2 separate regions of the Salvelinus alpinus genome follow, and region 1 is linked to region 2. Evidence: chromatin contacts called from public Hi-C data. All regions are on one chromosome and are shown on one strand. Each heading gives the region's core, a stretch centred on a gene start, on an enhancer-like site or on the middle of the called end of the contact. The rest is flanking DNA. Distances are from core to core; before and after follow the strand shown.

Region 1 (6,401 bases), core at 2,875-5,374, 150 kb before region 2:
GGGTGTGAATAAGTTTCTTTTTTTATATTTAATATATTTGCAAAAAAATCTGAAAACCTGTTTTTGCTTTGTCATTATGGGGTATTGTGTGTAGATTGTTGAGAAAAAATAATTTAATCAATTTTAGAATAAGGCTGTAACGTAACAAAATGTGGTAAAAGTCAAGGGGTCTGAATAATTTCCGAATGCACTATAGCTATTTTATTCAGGCCCATGCGCTCTGTTATGTACTTGGAGGATAGCAGTTTGCATTGATGGTTTACTGTGAACACAAGACAGCTGCTGGGAAAAGAGGCCATGAGGCTTCTGGGATATGAAGTTGTTCAGGTCGGAAATGCATGCCGCAACACCCTGTTTCACTGATGATTTGACCTTTTTGAGTGTTCTGTCTGCTGTAAATTCTGATTTCAGCCCCTTTGCTAGTGTTCTGCCTGTCTCTAGGCATCTACTCTGTCAAAAAAGAGCATGTCTGTATTCATTTAGATCTTCTCTTTGCTCTCAGTGCTCCATCTGTAACTAATAGAAGTCTGTTTTTGTAGATTTCTTACTATGAATTTGAGAAGCTTCGGAACAAGACCGAGGATGAGTATCTTCACAAGAATATCTTCCCCCTCAGCTACAGGCTCAGTTGGTGATGACTGGCTCAAATAAGGCCTTTGTTGCTGTCATACATCTATAACACTGTGCACTATACAGTTTGGGCACTGTTTTTGTCATCTCAAAGTGCACATTGTCTAACATTTCTACCTGAAAAAGTATAAAGTCAAGAAATCATAGCTTTTGAGTAATTGTAATTCTACACACTACTAGTATTCTATTGTATAGTGAAATTACTTATTTAGTCTTCTCTACTTTAATCCAACATGATGGACCACCACAATTTGAAATATATAATACATGTATATTTATTAGTAGTTGGCAATACAGTGCTGCAGTAGAAAGTTAGAACATCCAAATACCAAGAATCACCTTGGAGGGGGGAAAAAAGTACATTTGTTCATACAAAGAACAATAATTTTGAACATAGCCAAGCATCACTATCGATTTTTGATTTACATTTTTGACATGGTCAATTATTCAATTCAAGGTAACCTAATTAAGGCAAGTTGTTCTTCTATGTCCACCACCATGTAATGCATGTCAGTCAGATATACACTGAGTATACAAAGCATTAAGAACACCCTCTTTCCATGACAGACTGACCAGATGAAACCTATGATCCCTTATTGATCTGTGTAGATGAAGGGGAGGAGACAGGTTGAATAATTATTTGTTGGGGGGGATTGGGTATGTGGAGGGGGTGCACAATTCAATATTAGGATGGTGTTCCTAATATTTGGTATACTCAGTGTATATGTTGTAAAAAGGCTATGATACATTTAAAAAAGAGTTGGGAGTGTTGCCATTGGTTTCTGCCTGCTGTCCATCCATTATGTAGCAGGGATCTGTGGCAGGCCAAATTCATCCACCAGAACTCCATCCTGTAAAACAGACAATACATTACACATTTGTAGGAAACTCCAGTTATGTCTAAATGGGTGCAGAATGTGTCTTCATCCAATGTAATGTCCTAAAAACAAAACTGAACCCTTCGAACAATGCATCCGTCTTCTGTATTGATCGAAACAGTGTCAGTTGTGAGTGCATTTTAACATAATGCCCCAGTGAATTATTCAAGACTAAACTGGGTAAACATGAATACAGTGGTTAGAGAGAGATATGTACCCGGTTTGGTGCCCTGTCACTGGGTATTCCCTCTGGGATGGAGGGGGCAGTGCTGGCCTCATCCAGGTAGGAGCTGTCATCATCAAGCAGGAGCTCATCTCCCAGGGCATCCAGCTCTGGGATCACACGCACACAGCCATTGATGCGCAGTTATTACATGCAGTCTATTGACATAAGGACTGCATTGACCGCTGTTGTATCACTGTGCTGAAGTAAACAGCACTTTATCTTGGCCAGGTCGCAGTTGTAAACGAGAACTTGTTCTCAACTAGCCTACCTGGTTAAATAAAGGTGAAGTACAATAAAAACAAAACTCTGTAGTGCAGTGGGAAATGATGCCATCTATTGACCTACAGCAATGTTCTAATATAGACCCATCCTGTACTGGAGCAACACCAACCGTGTTGGAACACAATACAGTTATGTACTGCATTTCGGTGTACTGTCTCCCTTGTGGCTGTGTCATACTCTTACAGCACTGACCTGCTTCCAGGTCATCATCATCGATCTCTGGCGTCCCGTAGCTTCTGCTCATCGCCTCCTGCACCTCGTTGGCGTCCTCCATCATGTCCTCCAGCTGGTCTTGGAGATCCTGCATCAGGAAAACATGGAACTCTTAACCCAAACGTCTCTCAATCACAATAGGCCATTCACGTTACCCGGATGAATATGACCCAGATCAGATGGCTGAAATATGTTGAGTCTTTCAAGACAAGGGTCTGTAGTAAAACTACTGCACTTCTACGTCAGACCACCAAATGGTGTTGTAGTGCATCAGGACTCGAAGAAGACAAATACCTCAATCTGATCGATCTTCACGTTCTTGTATGCCGCCTTCATCTCTTTGGCTCCAATTTTCATGGCATCAACCTATAATGCAAAATCTGACATTTTTAACCCCAGAGAACAGCCTGGCATGACAACTACAGTAAATTGTGACTGAGCGCTACAGTCAGTACATTACTGTGGCCCCTTACTGTTGTTTTTGTGTCTTTGAGAGTTTGGATTGTGTAGTTGGCCTGTTCCATGTTGAAGGACTGCTGTGTGAGGTTGTCTCTCTGGCTCTCGTACCTGAAAAACAAGATTGAAAAGCATCAATACAGATGTTTTTATGCGCTCATATCCTGACTATGGTGACGGTTTACTGCTACTTGATGTGGTTCATTAGGTTACTGTGATATGTGTCTTGATTGATTTGTGGTTATCGATGCGTTGACAGACTCCCTTCATAAGTTACTCACATTCTTTTCTGCTTCAGTACCCTCATCGCCTTCTGCTTGACCATGTTCTGATGAAAACATTAACAGGAAACAATTCACGTGACATCAGACCTAGCTAGATACTGCTGAGAACAAGTGGGGACCATACTTGTGTATTGTTTTGTTCACGAACAGCATTAGCCTACATGTGTAATAGAATGACGTAGGTAAACATATCTGTCTAATACCACAGCTACTCATCTGCTTCACTCAGGGTAGGGTTAAATCTTACTTTTGAAGGGCCATCTCTCATCTTCTTCATCTGATCCTTGTACTTGACTAGTTCAACATCTAGTCTGGCAATCTTCTTGTCAACAGATTCCGCTCGCGAGTCAACCTTAAGAGAGAAAGAACGGGCACAAGTTAACCATGCAGACTGTTTTCATATGTCAATGATCTTGTAAGAGTCGGAAATCTTTGTAATGAACTTGTGGTATCAGAAAAAGTTATTTGAATACATGTATTAGTTATTATAATGATCAAATAATCTGTTACATTTTCTTCAATCAATTTTTACAGCCAATAGCACTAGCTTAACACCTGATTTGGTCAAACATAAAACTGGTTGGAACAACACTTTTTAGCCTACATTGGAAACCAGCATCACCCTACTGAACTCCCTATTGACGATTGGTCATCTAGCCAATTAGCTAGCTAAGTCACTTGGACACTATTATAACGCTAATCAAACTAACTTTCAAGATAACATTAAGTAGCTAAAGAATATTTTATGAGCTATAGGTCTTCAATGGGCTGTCACAACTTTCTCCCATTGTTGCTAGAACAATCAGCTGTCATTCAGTTAGTTAGCTAGCTAGCCAGCAAGCCAAGTTATTTTGTTTGTCATAGACACTGTTCTGTAAGTTATTTTCATAGATACTTACATTCCCTATGCAGTCTGTGAGATTTGGTGGTGGTCCCTTCGGTTTTCCTCGACCGAAAATACGGTTCATTTTGAAATAAATATCCAATAACTCAAAACAAAAAAATCTACCTGAACGTCAGGGAAAATAAAGCAAACCCGGAAGCAACATAGAGCTGACGTCACATACTTCTTCTTCTTCGATTAGGTTTAACGGCAGTTGGCATCCAATAAATGTTGCATTACCGCCATCTACTAAACTATACGACAATTTATTCACTAATCTAACCCTGGAAACCTAAACCTGCCTCTCTCGAAACGGAAATGTCTGATTTCCAGCCCCATGGGCACACCTACAATCGGCTGGACACATGAGATTTTTAACAACGCTTTTTTTCTGTTAAAGACAAGTTCATTGCACGCTCACTTTTCGCCTGGGTACACATTATTGTGACCCAAAGCTTTATCGATGGCTGGCGCATAGCCATCAAACATTTTATGGTCATGGTTAAATATATTTCTTTCAGAAAAAGGTGTAAACCTGTCCACTTTTTCAAGACGTGGCCAATTTAAACAGCCAGAACACATTTTTTAATTAATAACATTTTTTAAACATTTTTTTACGATTTGTTGTTTCTAAATGGCTGCTGGATAATTTGATATACAGTACACCGAAATCTGTTTGTTCGTAGGTATCAAATTGAGCGAATGCTGCGCAGGTTCACTGAGTTGCAAACAAAATGGATAGGTCTAGTTCCTTGATCTGTAGATCTGACGCAGTTGCTACCTCAGATTATGAACCTAACAAGTGTCACGAATGAGTAATGTAGTACCCACAGAAGGCCACAGGGCGGAGCAAGAGAGCTATAAAGCCATACTGTTTTTTACCTTAACCCTAACCCTAGGTATAACCTATTTCAGTCCTAACCCTAGGTATAACCTATTTTAGCCCTAACCCTAAATCCCAACCCTGACTTGTAACACAATGCACCTATAGCTGTAATGGTCACCATTTTTCTAACCCTAACCCTAACCCTGATTGACATAAAATAGCATGCAACAAAAGACTATATGTCTAATTATTTTCTAAAATGGTCACTCATTACTTTACAGTTATATATATATATCGTATTGATTTTGGGAGATAGAAAAAATTAAGGAAATGGAAACCGCACACTGCTCTTTATAGTATCACTGGTCTTTAAGCTTACGTATCGGCCTCACCGCCTTTGTCAGAGCTTTTGTGAATTTCTTAAAATGATCACCCTTATGTAAACCTAGCCCCACCCACATCCGTTCCACGCATCGAAAGGGGTTGGAGGTCTTTTGAATTTAGAGAAAAAAAACTTTGCAGGTATTGAACCCCGGCCAAATAATCACTAGTCAGATGCGCAAACCTCAATCTAGTATGCATGCATTATGTAAGCATCTTAATATCTCATGTAAACGTAATAGAAAACACAAAAGACAGCCCTCGAAAAAATTACATCATGCAACCCTCGCAGATAACAAATTTACCTCAACATGCCCTTCGCTTGCGGGAGAAGGCAGAGGTGATTGCTGCCGTTGACAGTACGAGCTTTTGGCAGGGTTTGTTGAGCTGGCTTCTTGTGCGAGAAGGCAGAGCGGCTAGATCCTGTTGGTTGATGAATTTGACAATGAGAATTTGACAATGAATATAACGGGAAAATACGTTTCTCGACCAGAGTTGACTGAATTAATGTTCAGGATAATTGATAATAGTTATTGAAATATTAATCAAGTATAATTTCAAAACATGAGCATGAAAATAGATAATGAACATGAATCATCATAGTAATTCACAGTGATCTGTTAAAATGCTGTTTCAGTCCTTCCTCTTGCATCAGGAGAGTGGAAAGGGACAGAAAAAAGCGTTTTTCCCGTGAGAACGAAGGGGTGGGGAAGCTGGGGGGCTGTTAGCTATAGTGTGTAGTCAATAGCCGATTGGCCCGGGGCATTCGTTTTGCATAATGTAGGGTATATAGGGTAGCCGTACAAGTCGCAATATTACTATTCAAACCGACAATTTATAGAACGCAAAACCAGAGATACGGCCCCGCACGTCCCTATGGGCTTTAGAGAGGCCTGGCGCTGGCGTGTTGTCTCCAGAGGAGCCGGTGCAGGTGCAGGTATGTAGCCTAGTATTTGTTTTATGTCATCTCAACCTAGCCGAAATCTGTTCCATTTGAATGACCTTGATGTTTTCCCCAACAGGACTCAGTGTTTGTGTCCTTGCAGATTCTATGCTTCGAAACATGCATTGCCTGATGCACACTGCTGGGTGCACCCTGGCACAACTCTGGAGCGAGCACACGTCAACAGTTGTACCATTTGCGTACGGTCAGTGGTCCACTGCTATTGATTGTACACATTGGAACAAACAACGTAGCTCAAGGGGATTCTCCTCACGACTTTATCAGGTGGATGCGGGAACTGATCATCAGAGTTAGGGAGTATCGGTATGAAGTAAGGTTTGCCGTTTGCTCCATTCTACCCCGGCCGAAGGACGATGCTACCACTAAACATGTAGTTAA
Region 2 (6,789 bases), core at 1,658-4,157:
TTTTCTGCTGAATTTCAAGCTCAATAAACAGAGAAAACAATTTTCAAATCACATTAAACCAGGTCTATTGGATAGAGATATGTAACAGATGGAGGAATCTATTCTTGCTGAGAGTCACTGATGGCTTGTACTGTTTTCACCTCTCTGACAAAGTCCATTACGGCTGAATTCAAAGGAACCCACACAGTTTAGTTGGCATTTGGTGCTGCATGGGTGCCACCACTATACACCTATGTAGGCCTAAGCAGGCTATAACGTAGGCAGAGGCCTAATGGACATTGTCTTGGAGTTAAGCCTACCTTAGTCTTCGATAAGACCATTCTCTACTTGGAAACGAAACACGTGTTGATAGATGTGTTTTAGCATTAGTATTAGCAGCAAAGAGATCTGTTAACTTCGCGCTCCATCGGAAACTAATTCTACACAGCATCCATCAAGTCCTATGAAAACTGCATCGTGCATTTTAACAAAGATCGCTACTGCTCTCTTGTGGCTGTAGGCTCCTACTGCCGTTACGCAAAGAGAGACCAAATCCAGGCGCTCCAAGGAGGTGCGATTGTTTTCCAGCTGTGAGTTGGCTGACATAGTTGGCCTTGTATCATGGAAGACATGGGTCACAAATTCTAACACCTCACATCTCAATGACCCACACCATTGCATAGTCATATTAGGGTACTAGGTGGTAACTACCCCCCGAGAACAATGTCTAATTGCTGACACAAAAAAAGAAATGTTTGGAGAAAAAAAAGGTATATGGATGAAGGTTATGCTTAGGCAATTCAACCATAAAGGGAAGTAAATGGCTACAGTTCAGACTTGTTTTTTTTTCATGAAATACATTTTTAGAAAAAGGCCGTAACCACGGGTGTGCCAGTTACCCCGGTTGTCACGCCCTGATCTGTTTCACCTGTCCTTGTGCTTGTCTCCACCCCCCTCCAGGTGTCGCCCACCTTCTCCATTATCCCCTGGGTACTTATACCTGTGTTTTCTATCTGTCTGTGCCAGTTCGTCTTGATAAACCAGCGGTTTATCTCAGTGCCTAATTTCCCCCCCAGTCTCTCTTTTTCTCACCCTCCTGGTTTAGACCCTTGCCTGTCCTGTCTCTGAGCCCGCCTGCCTGACCACCCTGCCTGAGCCTTCCTGCCTGACCACCCTGCCTGAGCCTGCCTACCGTCCTGTACCTTTGCCCCACCTCTGGATTACCGACCCATGCCTGACTTGACCTTTTGTTTGCCTGCCCATGTTGCTGTAATAAACATTGTTACTTTGACACAGTCTGCATCTGGGTCTTACCTTCAAAACCTGACACCGGTAGAAGATTATGGCAAAGGGTTTCACCCAAGTGTGTTAAAATCCATTTCATGTTTTATTTAGAAATTATTTAGTAAGTAATACTTAAAAGCTAAGTCTAGTTGTCTTATTTTAATTATTTAAATAAAATATGGGGGGGAATGGTGTTGCACATGTCACCATTACTAACCTCACTATGAGGAGATTTGATGTAAAGTCCCTCTTTTTTAATTTTCTTTGTTCTTTGTTGTTCGTTTCCCGTACATTCCATTATGTACAATTGCACTAAATCATATTTAAATAATGCAAGATTTTAAATCCCAGCAGTCTTTAAAATGACATTCATGAGCAAAAGGTTTTCAAAAGTTGTTTTTAATTCATAAAGAAATGTATTTATTGGAATATAATATAACTTCTAAAATTAAATATAACATTTAATAACAATAACTTAACTAATTAACTCAGTGTAACATTGATGTGGCAGCTCTCTTATGCTCTGCTATTGCACAATTCTAAGTTGTACATAGGTCACGAATAAAGCTATCCCCAGTCAAATTGGAGCACAACTCATGAGCCCACCTCCTACACTGCTCACACCTAATCCAGTCCCCACCTGTGACTGAAAACAGGGGAAGAGACGCCAATTGAAAAGCTCTCTCTTAAAAACGTAGCTTGCTATCCATCAAAATGACATAAAATGCTGTGTAAAATTGCTAAAAGGCTAGTTGCCCTCAACACACTCATCCAACATATTACTACTTTACTCAAAAAGTATCTAGATTTTCTCTCTAAACAAGTGGGTTATTTATTTTAAGCCTTTCCTACTTGCATATTTAAAAAACAAATATAGATCTAACTTCATTGGAAAATATCTAAAAGTTTTTCACATTTTCAAAAACTGTGATCAACTTCTCACAAAATCGTTTTCTTGAAGTATCTCCAAAAGTTGTGACAACACGGAGAAAATGTTTTGTTGAGCATGAGCAGTGACAGCCAGGGTACGTTTTGGGAAAATAGTTTGGTGACATCTTGTGGTCTTTATGTGAATTACAGAGGGGTTATACTGTATCCTGATGATGAATTTATAGAATAAAATCTCTATCACTAACCAGGTTTCCATCCAACATTTTTATGCGCATATGTTGGATAAAACATGTCATGACAGGCATAATGGAAACATACAATGTACCGGTACACTTTACAAATGTCTACAAAACAAAATATGCTAGACAAGGTGGGATCTATTTGTGTCGGTAAAATTAATTATGCGAAAAATGTAGGAGGGAACGCTTTCATGCGCAAATATTGATACAATAACCATCATATCGAAGTACACATGTAGTCACATGATGACATGTTGTGTGGTAAAACAAATAAATACAAATAAAATACATGTTGTGTGTTCCTCCCACTGCGACCTGTCAGGAAACCATGCAGTTTATCAGGCTACAGATTAAATAAATGATGATGAACTTCACAGGGTTGTGAAAGTGCAATGTGATGAGCTTGATGCTCTTTTCTGATAAATATCGAGGGTCTTGTTCTGGAGACATGATGATCAGATCGATGCTTGACTGCTGTTTGACAAATACTCATCGTGTAGACTAAGCCTACCCGCGCCGTATCTGTTGTTGCCTAGAGCGCACGTGCCAAAACCAGAGAAGGCTATTGCTATTTAACGCAACAGTTTTGGAAAATGCGATGGACATTTTATTTGGTACAATGAAAAATGAAGCGAAACAAATATTTTTGTGTACACTATGTCATCACGCACTGATTTGTATCTGGAACGAGTCCGTTTGGTGACAACACTAGTGGTGGTTAAATTGCGCATATTTTCTACATGTGGATTTTAGAATATTTTCATGAAAATCTGTCGCCAATTGGATGGAAACCTAGCTACTCATGGTGGGTGGATCATGTATAGGTTTCATTCAGTGGTTGTGAAGTAGGCTATGCTACAGATGAGCTTATGAGAGCATCATCAAACATTGCTTGAAGCCTCCAGTAAAAGCTGGTCTGCCCTTCAACGCTTCAGCTGCAGAACATATTTTTTTTGCACTCAAACAAAACGCATGCGCATGGAGCAAACGAACTGCAACACAGTGCAGACGGTTGTGATTGAGGCAAGAATCACCTGTATTCTGGCATTCATGGTGACACAGTGAGTACAGTTACATTGGAATTTCCTCTTTGAAATATAATTGAATGCTAAAATTTGAATTAGATTCAACATCAGCTATCTAAATGGAAAATGATGGACACTCGATAATTATTGCCAGCATGGTTTCTTGACAATCTCGTTCTATCTTTTGGAAATAGCTACCGAATTGAATGGTCATTTATTTATTGCTGCTGTAGTCATAATTTGCATCAGATCATTAGATGCCATATTCTCCATCTTGAAAGTAAAATACACCTTATGCGTTATTATACTGTATGTCAGCAAACAGTATTTCGTTTAAAATGTTCTCAATATTGATTAAACAAATATAAATGGTAAAAAACAAAAGCGCTCTAACCCCCAAGTCTCCATATGTGTTGTATCTGAGGATGCTTGGATGGAGGCAGCAACGCCTCGTCTTTCTCATCCCATGCATTCCTCAACCCAGAGCGCGTTAAAATGATTTGATCCTGCGAATGTTAGGCTTGGTAATAGGCGTCTAATAGCTTAGATATAGCTTATATATGTTTATGTATTAATGTCAATGACGGTATTTTGCATAGCCAACTGGTACTACATTTCTCGCTATAATAAGTTATAGCTTTGACAATGAAAAGAAGTTCGCACAGCGATCATTCTTGCTCTGCTGAAGTGGTCAGAGCATTCCGCAAGACATGCGCGCTCGAGCTGATGTGACGACATGCCGTGGGGATTCCCTCAGTAGGCTACTATTTTTCCGTGGTTTCGAGCTGTTGTACAAGCAGTGGCGGTTCTAGCTTGTATGGCTCCCTGGGCGACCCCCCCCCCCCACCCCCCCACCCCCAAAAAGCACCAATCTGCACTAACTGCAATTTTTATTCAGACATTTGGAACAACACAAATAAATAATCACTACATTTAAAACGATATAAAAATATACAAAAATATGACTCGTAAATATCAAAAAGAAGTATCAAAGACAAATAGAAACAAATTTGTGTTGATTTGGCACTCGAGCATCAATACATTACCCATCCCCCAACACTGTCAACCAAGAGTCAAGACTAAACCAATTCACCTTGGTGGTGTGCAGACTGGTTTAATATTATTCTTAACAATTTCACACAAACCAGAAAAAAATGCAACAATATGTCTGTGAAACTATATATTCACAGTATTATGAATGAATTGTGGTTTATTTGGTAGCATTTTGTAGTGTGTCTGATTTTACTAATTGCATTAGTACTGTACAAATTTAGAGGTGCGCTATTTGATAGATTCCCCGGTTCCTCCTATCTCCGGCTCCCAGTTGGGAGATCTGAGGTCAACCTACCCCTTCTCCCCTCCCCATCTCGTGCTTCTGAGTGGGAGACCTTCCCAGGCAGTAGCCTGCCTAGCTCACAAACTAGAATCAGGGCACCCACTCCGACAAGGTTAAATGACCCACAGTCCCACACGGTAACATGATATCATTGACGTGGCATGCAAATGAGCGCTAGAAAACCGATCGTGCAAATGTCACCATTCCAAAAAAATGTGTGTGGGAGCCCCGTTCCGCCCCCGGCAAGATGCCGCCCAGGGCGGCTGCCCATGTCGCCTATACCTAAATCCGCCACTGTGTGCAAGTCTTTAAAATGGCATATTTTTCACTCCCTCAATGTCATCTACAAGAAGATATGGAGTCAAGTATACAGATGGATGACTGATGCCTGCCTTCTATGTGGGAATTATCTGAACCAACTTGAGTGTCCAGGTTGTATAGCCTAAGTGAGTGCATTGTGCTGTATTGTATTTGGGGGGGGGGGGGGGGGGGGGGGGGGGTCTGCAGTATTGTGAGTCTGTCTCACCTACAACCTAGCGTGGTGTTGTGTGTCTTGGTCTGCAGCCCATGGGGTCAGAGCGGCTGGAGATGCGCAAGAGACAGATGCAAATGCACCAGGAAACCGCGGCCAGTGTCCTCCAATCACAGCACAGGATGGGGAACATGCCCACCAACACCTCCAATGCCTGTTGTTTCTGCTGGTGTTGCTGCTGCAGCTGCTCCTGGTAGGTACCACTATACTATCCATAGTAGGGGTTCGTGTCCCAAATGGCACTCTATTCCTTATATGGCGCACTACTTTTGACTAGGGCCCATAGGGTGCCATTTGGGACGTAACCCATAGCTACCTTACATTATATATACCATGCTTATACCAAAACTCTGCACTCCGGAGCAGGGGTATCATGCACCCCAAAAATCTGAGAGGGCACCAAGTATGTGAAGATGGCTGGGGAGTGGTCTGGAATGGGACTAAGCCCCCAGACAGAAAGTTGGAGAATTTTGCATTTTTCAAACAACTGAAACGGTCTTTCCTGCAATCAAGAGCCATAATCATTATACTTAATTCTATGTCAAAAATATGTTTATTTTTCTGCATATCTAAGCATACCTATTGAGCTGTCTGTATCCTCTGTAGTTATTTTGTTAAAGAAACTAAATATGCTCAAATCTGGGTATAAGTTTGAAAGGAATGTGAGTCATATTCAGTGCATTTAGTAATTTCTTGTGTTTCTAAAGTCCACCGACAGCCGGCATGCCAGCTAAGATAGTTAGACAAGATAGCTACTTGATTGATAGCCTGCAATGGCTTCTTGGTATCTAGTTATGAGGTTGGGAGATTGGGAACCTATCTGGGCTAGCTAAAGCCAACTTCATAGTATTGCTAGGTGGATAGTAGTATTATGAATGAAACGCATTTTTATTATTTCTATTTTACAGGACATCTCTGAGGGGGCACGTGCCCCCTATGGACATGACGCCTCTAATCTGGAGCAACCTACATACAGTGCATTCGGAAAGTCTTCAGAACCCTTGACTTTTTCCACATTTTGTTATGTTACAGTCTTATTCTAAATGGATTACATAGTTTTTTTCCTTCATCCATCTACACACAATACCCCTTAATGACAAAGACAAACCTGGTTTTTAGAAATGTTAGCAAATTTTTACAAAAAAAACTTTAATATCACATTTACATAAGTATTCTGACCCTTTACTCAGTACTGTGTTGAAGCACATTTGGCAGCGATTACAGCCTTGAGTCTTCTTGGGTATGATGCTACAAGCTTGGCACAACTGTATTTGGGGAGTTTCTCCCATTCTTCTCTGCCGTTCCTTTCAAGCTCTGTCAGGTTGGATGGGGAGTGTTGCTGCACAGCTATTTTCAGGTCACTCCAGAGATGTTCGATCGGGTTCAATTTCGGCTCTGGCTGGGCCACTCAAGGACATTCATAGACTTGTCCCGAAGCCACTCCTGCGTTGTCTTGGCTGTGTGCTTGGGGTTATTCTCCTGTTGGAAGGTGAACCTTCAATT

What was found. A called contact is a pair of places that touch in the nucleus more often than the background predicts.
Region 1: a Hi-C map of muscle shows a contact between it and region 2, with 4 times the contacts expected there. The contact joins the promoter of LOC139583826 here to the promoter of LOC139583820 in region 2. A contact is called at or near these places in 2 of 3 Hi-C or Micro-C datasets (muscle and red muscle).

The regions. Positions count from the first base shown.
Region 1 is chr8:86,362,140-86,368,540 of SLU_Salpinus.1, reverse strand. It overlaps LOC139583826 (charged multivesicular body protein 5-like), which reads right to left and starts at 4,124. Exons shown (of 8, transcript XM_071415351.1): 1 at 3,869-4,124; 2 at 3,217-3,321; 3 at 2,967-3,013; 4 at 2,703-2,796; 5 at 2,524-2,595; 6 at 2,209-2,317; 7 at 1,726-1,841; 8 at 888-1,481. The coding sequence starts at 3,937. The coding sequence ends at 1,431. LOC139583828 (a long non-coding RNA gene) reads right to left here and starts at 5,743. Exons shown (of 2, transcript XR_011676623.1): 1 at 5,671-5,743; 2 at 5,357-5,482. It also overlaps the pseudogene LOC139583824.
Region 2 is chr8:86,209,621-86,216,409 of SLU_Salpinus.1, reverse strand. It overlaps LOC139583820 (regulator of G-protein signaling 20-like), which reads left to right and starts at 2,907. Exons shown (of 6, transcript XM_071415347.1): 1 at 2,907-3,454; 2 at 5,108-5,200; 3 at 5,319-5,479. The coding sequence starts at 5,322.